2 separate regions of the Zea mays genome follow, and region 1 is linked to region 2. A link is a contact called in public Hi-C data. All regions are on one chromosome and are shown on one strand. The core of a region is the stretch at or near the end of the contact, and the rest is flanking DNA. Distances in the headings are between cores, read along the strand shown.

Evidence for each region. Hi-C and Micro-C count contacts between places; a contact is called where the count stands out from the background.
Region 1: a Hi-C map of endosperm shows a contact between it and region 2, with 2.5 times the contacts expected there. The contact joins the promoter of LOC100285713 here to the promoter of LOC103651364 in region 2. A contact is called at or near these places in 4 of 25 Hi-C or Micro-C datasets (ear, endosperm, leaf and 1 more).

Annotation. Positions count from the first base shown.
Region 1 is chr3:215,300,732-215,303,684 of Zm-B73-REFERENCE-NAM-5.0, reverse strand. LOC100285713 (ATP binding protein) reads right to left here and starts at 1,396. Exons shown (of 17, transcript NM_001158604.2): 1 at 1,047-1,396.
Region 2 is chr3:215,146,800-215,149,969 of Zm-B73-REFERENCE-NAM-5.0, reverse strand. LOC103651364 (protein MALE DISCOVERER 1) reads left to right here and starts at 1,586. Exons shown (of 13, transcript XM_008676981.4): 1 at 1,586-1,882; 2 at 2,727-3,005; 3 at 3,094-3,170. The coding sequence starts at 2,909. LOC103651365 (histone acetyltransferase HAC1-like) reads right to left here and starts at 156. Exons shown (of 1, transcript NM_001320145.1): 1 at 1-156. The coding sequence starts at 141.

The DNA.
Region 1 (2,953 bases), core at 147-2,646, 150 kb before region 2:
CTTGATAGTAACATGTAACTGAAAAGCATGAGAACATGTGACTACATAAACGCTCCTAGGAGAGAGGGGAACTTTTTATCACTGACTTGCGCCTATTTAGTGATCTACATTGGCCAGCAAGCAAGTATTAGAAGTGGATGTGGATCACACCCTTTCTTTGTCAGCTGATGTGCACACTGATGTTGATTAGACCCTAAAAAGGCAACCAACTTGAAATGTAATCACATGAAACTTTCCAGGGGCCTCTTTCCTTTGCTCACAACAAAATTCCAGTGTAAAGTCTGCTGCAGGAATAGTAGATTTGCATCCAGATAGTATCTTCTACAACTCTGTCCAGTTTCACTATCATCATAGATTCCTAGTGCATTTCAAGAGAACTGGGTACTGTTCATTTTGTCAAGACACGTAGTCAATTAAAGGCATCTATGACTGGGGACTATCTGTGGAACGTGGGCAATTGGTTCATAAATCATAACACCGTGTATTCTGTGATCTAGATCGAGCCTGATGTCCACGTCAATTGAGCACCGCAGTAAAACCTCCAACAAACAAACAAACAAAAGTCTCACGGTGACTCAGCCCATCCACACAATATACATTAACCCCAATACAGTCCGCAAGTCCTTAAACTACGACGCAGTGGAGTAAAACACTAGAGGTACATCAGCAACTTCGCTTCGGAAGCTATTTCCGGCCAAAATGGGCAGAATCGGCGCGGACCTGCGCCAAGCGCGCGGAAGTTAATTAAACACACAAAAATTATGTGAACCAAACTGCAGCAGCACCTTGACTGTTTGGATATGATATACAGAACGAAAAGTCCTATCTCCTACTGCGGTGTCAACTAATTTCAATCTCCCAAGCTGGAGGGGACGAAGATGCTAACCAAACCATGAGTGGGATCGATAGGAGACTAATAGCGCAGCACGCAAATTCACGACCTACGAACCAAGAGAATGAGAGATTTGGATCCGAATTGAGACCGGAACCTACTCCCAGAAAAACAGGGCAACACGCCAAACAAGCCAGGACCCAGGATCACTCACCAACAGAGAGGAGAAACCCTGTTCATGTCCCCACGGATCTCTGTTCCGCTAGCTGCAGCACGAGAGTGGAGCGGCGCCGCCGCGGAAGCAGCGACCGTGCTCGGCCGTGTCGCGTCGTCTGGTGCTCGGCGCGCGGAGGAGGGGCAGGTAGGAGGCCGGCTACAGGAGCCACGCTTCTCCGGGGGAGATGACAGCGGAGAACAGCGAGGAGAGAGCGGGCGATGTTGGGAGAGAGGGAGGAGGCGCCGAGGCGGGTGGGAAGATTACTGCCAGTGCCAGTAAAGTACGGTCTCCAGCTGTGGGAGGCGTCGGTACTCGCTGGAGCGAGGGAAGGGGGGAGAGGAGAGGGGAGGACCAGTGAGGCGGAGGAAACCAGGAAACCGTGGGGCCATGGCTCGGTGGGTCGTCTCTCGCTCTATGCCTTGTGGGGCCCATCTCTTCTAAGTATATGCGGAGTATGAGAGTATCTGATGAGACAATTACTTTGAAGCCATTATAAAAGATCTGAATTGCAGACGAACCACTCAAAATTTTGTCACTGCTTTAGTGCCATTAGAAAACAATTTTTTTATTCTTAAGCGCCACTATCGTCTATTTTCTTTATAACGGATGCAAACTGGACGGCCATGGTACGATTTTGCCCTCAGATTATTCCATGAGATGTAAAAGTCCAGTGTCCTTACGTGCCACTACTTGCCATAACACACTTGCCATAACACATCAGTTACACATTGATATGACATGCAATTCATAATATCAGTTTCAATTTTGAGCTATCTAGACCACACCAGTTTGGCTATTACAAAAGGGCCTTACAGCCCAAACACCACACAGTTTTTAGGCCATAAGCACAGACGACCAAACACCATGCGGGTCATAAACAAATCACAAAGTTTTGAGCCATTCAGGCCATAAACACATTACAAAAGAGCTAGCACATCGCAGTTTTAAACAAAAGAGCTAGCACATCTCCAGTTTTTAGAGCTCCAATGTGTAGCACATCAGACATTGAGCTTTTTTTGCTCCTAGTTCCCATGGCAGGACTAGAGGTGTAATTGGTCTTGCTTCTTGTGCACATAGCTGGAGTGCCACAGACATCTGGTGATTTTGGCTTCTGTGTTCCCTCCTTCTTAGGTTCAGGCCATGATTGATATATGACTCCTCCCTCCACTGGCACTTCATCAAATGGCCTCAAAATATTCAAAGGGGCCAGTTTTAGGTGGTTAGAACCTTGTTCACATATGCTAGGACAAGAAAGAGCTTATGAGTCAGCATTGGATGGTATAGTACTCATAATAAGACAAACAAAAGATTTTATAAATGAGAAACCTTATGGAAACAGTAGACGGCATAGAACTAGGAGCTCCTGAACTAAAAGTTGATTTGCCCTTCCTATTCTTCATCCTATTTTGCCCTACAGAAAGCTGAACTCCAATGTTAGGGAAAACCATTCTTGGTGCAGGAACAGGAACAATGCTCATTTCAATTGAAGTTTCAATTGCCTGCTTCTTCTTCTTTGGTGAACCCCTACAAGCATGGCACATTAGACATCAATAGTAAGAACAAAGTAAGTTTCAAGTCCATAGTAAAACCTTGTTAATACAGTTTGTACCTATCAACAAGCATAGCAGCTATATCACTTAAGTCACCATTCTTGCAAGTGTACTGGTGATGGCCATATCCATGACAAATAGGACATTGGTATCTGCCCTTGTTGCCCCTACCATCCTCAAAACAACCCTTGTACCTAGACTGTTTCCTCCTGCCATCAGTTGTGAAAGGGAAATGGACTTAATCATTTCCTATAATCGATTTTGGTGGTTGACGTACAACACAAACCACATGGACTAACTAGTTTGTCCAGATATAATCTATTACAAGTGCATAAGGTTCAACACAAACCAAGA
Region 2 (3,170 bases), core at 337-2,836:
TCGAAGTGTGTCATACTGATAATGATTTCCTTGGCAAAGACTAAGGAATGCCTGTCTGGTGTCAAAGAACTCACTTTCCAATATGTCATCTCTATCTTTGGTATCTTTGGGCACCCCAAAAATATCAACCGGATGGAGCATATGTGTGTCTCTATTATTACTTGGGTGCCTCTCCCTGTCGTCAAGTTGATGTTCTTCCGCTCAAGGAATCTCATCAATATTTTTGCCAGCAGCAGCTGCACGGGCCTCTGCTTAAGTCGTTTAAATAGCCAATCTTCTATATGATCACTAAGAACAGTTCTCGGCAAATATTTTGCCCCAATAACAGCACTCTGTGGTAAAGGTTTGCGTAGCCCACATTTGACCTCCTCAACATAGCAATTGGGGCAAGAATATTCAGCTTGTCCTCCATCGTTCCTTCTTCCATTAAATAAAGCACAAATTTGATGTTGCCAACATTCACATTTGGTTTTCCTGATTTAGACACAGTCGCATCAGTTGGACCATTTGTTTCATTCTTAACCTCAAGGGCGGTTTCACTTGTCTCTTTGTCAACCGACAAGTTTTCTTGCTTGATATGAGAATTAATCTCACTGGGAACACCAGGAATCACATTACACCTTGATGCAGACAGATTTCCATCAATACCATAACTAATTTTTATGGGCTTTTGAGGAGCTCGCATGTCAGCCTTTGCATCAACCTCTCGTTTCAGATATGATGTCTTGTTATTGTGGTCAAGCTGCTCAGGCTGTGTTTCCTGCAATGCAAAGCCTGAGTTTACATGATAATTGGAGACTACAGACATATCATTCTCTAGGCCACTAGGTGATGGATGATGCGTCTTCAAGCGTTTTGGAACAGATGGTTGATCATCAAATGCTTCAACTGACATTGGGTCAACATCCATTCTATCACCTTTTATCCCGTTCATGATTGTCTGAGGCACACTTTGTTGAGCAAGTTTTCTAGACTCGAGAGCTTTTTGCTTAGATGCCTGTTCAATTGATTGGCGCAAAGACTCTAGGTTGCTGAATATTTTTTCTAGGTAGCTAGGACGATGAATTAACCTGAGATGACTATGTTGTTTATACATATAGACTGTTGTCAGTATAAATTAGGTTTGCTGATGTAGCCTAATTCACATGCTTCTGCAAACATGGTGAATGATCAGATTTCAATGTATATGGTTATGACTTATCTATTCTCGTCAAATAATGTGAGATATTGAGGTGAATAATAAATTATGTGTTTCTTATCTCCAAGTAATCGTTATGCACTAATATTTTAATAACGAGAGCATAGAAACGATAAATAGTGTTTCTGTATCCCAATATATCTTATTATTATATGTTGACTCCGTAGCAAAGCACGGATATACACCTAGTAGATTTATTAAGTTTATTTCAGGAGCTGTTGGAAAGCAGATTTACTACTATTTCTCTAAATCATCAATTTAAGAAGTTCTTTCGGGTGAAGTTGCTCTAAGCACGAAAACGCACACTAGAAACTCCTCTCGTTTGCGCGTCCCCACCTGGCCGGCGCAGGCCCCACCGCACGTCTCTTGAGGCCTTGTTTGTTTGGGTCGGATTGGTGAGTCGGAATAATTCCCGGCCGGATTGCTTCTCTAATTTATATAAACTTTGATTAGCCGGAATGATTCCGGGTACAATCCGACGCAAACGAAAGTCCTGAACCAGCCGCGAATCGCGAGTCGAGACTCGCGAGGCGCGCGCGCCTGCCGTTCTCCGCCTCGGGTCGCCGCCGGTAGCCGGCCACCGTCCCCGCCACGACGGATCGCAAGCTGGCGAGGAGCTCCGAGCGACTAAGGGATCCACGCATCCAGCCGCCGGCCGCCAGGCCGCGGCGCCCCGAACCACGGGTAAGAACCCATCTCTGCAGCGCCTCCGCGAGTCTGCAAGGCCATCGGCGTCGGTCGATCGCATTTCCTATCAGCTCGTCGCGGAAACCCAGCTCCGATTTGTTGCCTCTTCCCTTAACAAGCTCTTCGATTTTTTTTTATTTTTCATAAAAGTAGCTGCAACCTGTTTGGGATCGTTAACCTGGTTTAACTGTCCTCTTCCCCTTTGCACAAATTTCTTTTCCCCCTTCTGAAGCACAGCATTTTGGCGTCGCTGCGATGTCCGGCCGCGATTGGCAGCAATGGGGGCGGCGGAACAATGTCAATGCGGTGCGGGCCATATTCTATTGCCATATGTGATGGTGGTGTATTATCCAGTTTTTAAAGCCTGCTTCTCTAATCCTGGCGTGGAATCGTCCTACTCCTACAGGTGGCGGGGGAAGAATTCCATTCACGTCTGTCGCTTAAAAAAAAAAAAGAGTGTGTGTGTGTTTTTGGCTTCGTCGTGTCGCCTCGCGCCTAGCGTTGTTGGTTTAGTCTCTGTCTACTACGAGTCTACGACTACGCGTTCCTCCAACAGCGGACGACCGCTGTTTCCCTCCCCCTCCCGCCCGTCCTCTCTCTTCCCCATCTCCTTCTCCTCCGTTCCCTCACCCGCTGCCGTGTAAGCACCCCTCGCTCTGTCCTACGAATCCTCTTTTCAGTTTCTCGATTCGAATCGCGTGATCGCCAGGCAAAACAAAAAGGCGCTAGAGCTGTTTGTGTTGCTTTATGGTGATTGCAAGTTTCCTCTGCTCCCCATCGCCCTTTTCTCTGGCGCCTCTGACTCTCTGAGCTGTTCCCGTCTGTTTCCTCTTGCACGCAGGCGCGGAGCGGGTGTGAGGCTGCAGTGCCTGGGTGGAGCTCGCGTGGTCCCTGCAGCGGCCGCAATGCCTGCCCCACGCGCCTGACCATGCATTCCAGGCTGCTCAAGAGGCTCGCGAAGAGGATCATGTGACGGCACCTTGCCGTCGTTTCGACCATCGCGCGCCTGCGGGACGGGGAAGCATGCGGAGGATGGATGGCTTCATCTCGTCGTCGTTGGCGCTCGTCGTGCTGGCGCTTCATCTTAGCGTGGATGGCTGCTCGGCGGTCAACCTTGAAGGTACGGGCCTGCGTCTCGCCACCGGTGCATGGTTTCGGCGCTTGCATTGTCCTACTGACTTGCCGCGCGTTCCCTGTGGCGTGCGCAGGGTCGATACTGCTCAAATTCCAGTCAAGAGTGGAGGAGGATCCGTATGGCGCCATGGTAGGCTGGAGCCCGCGCGAC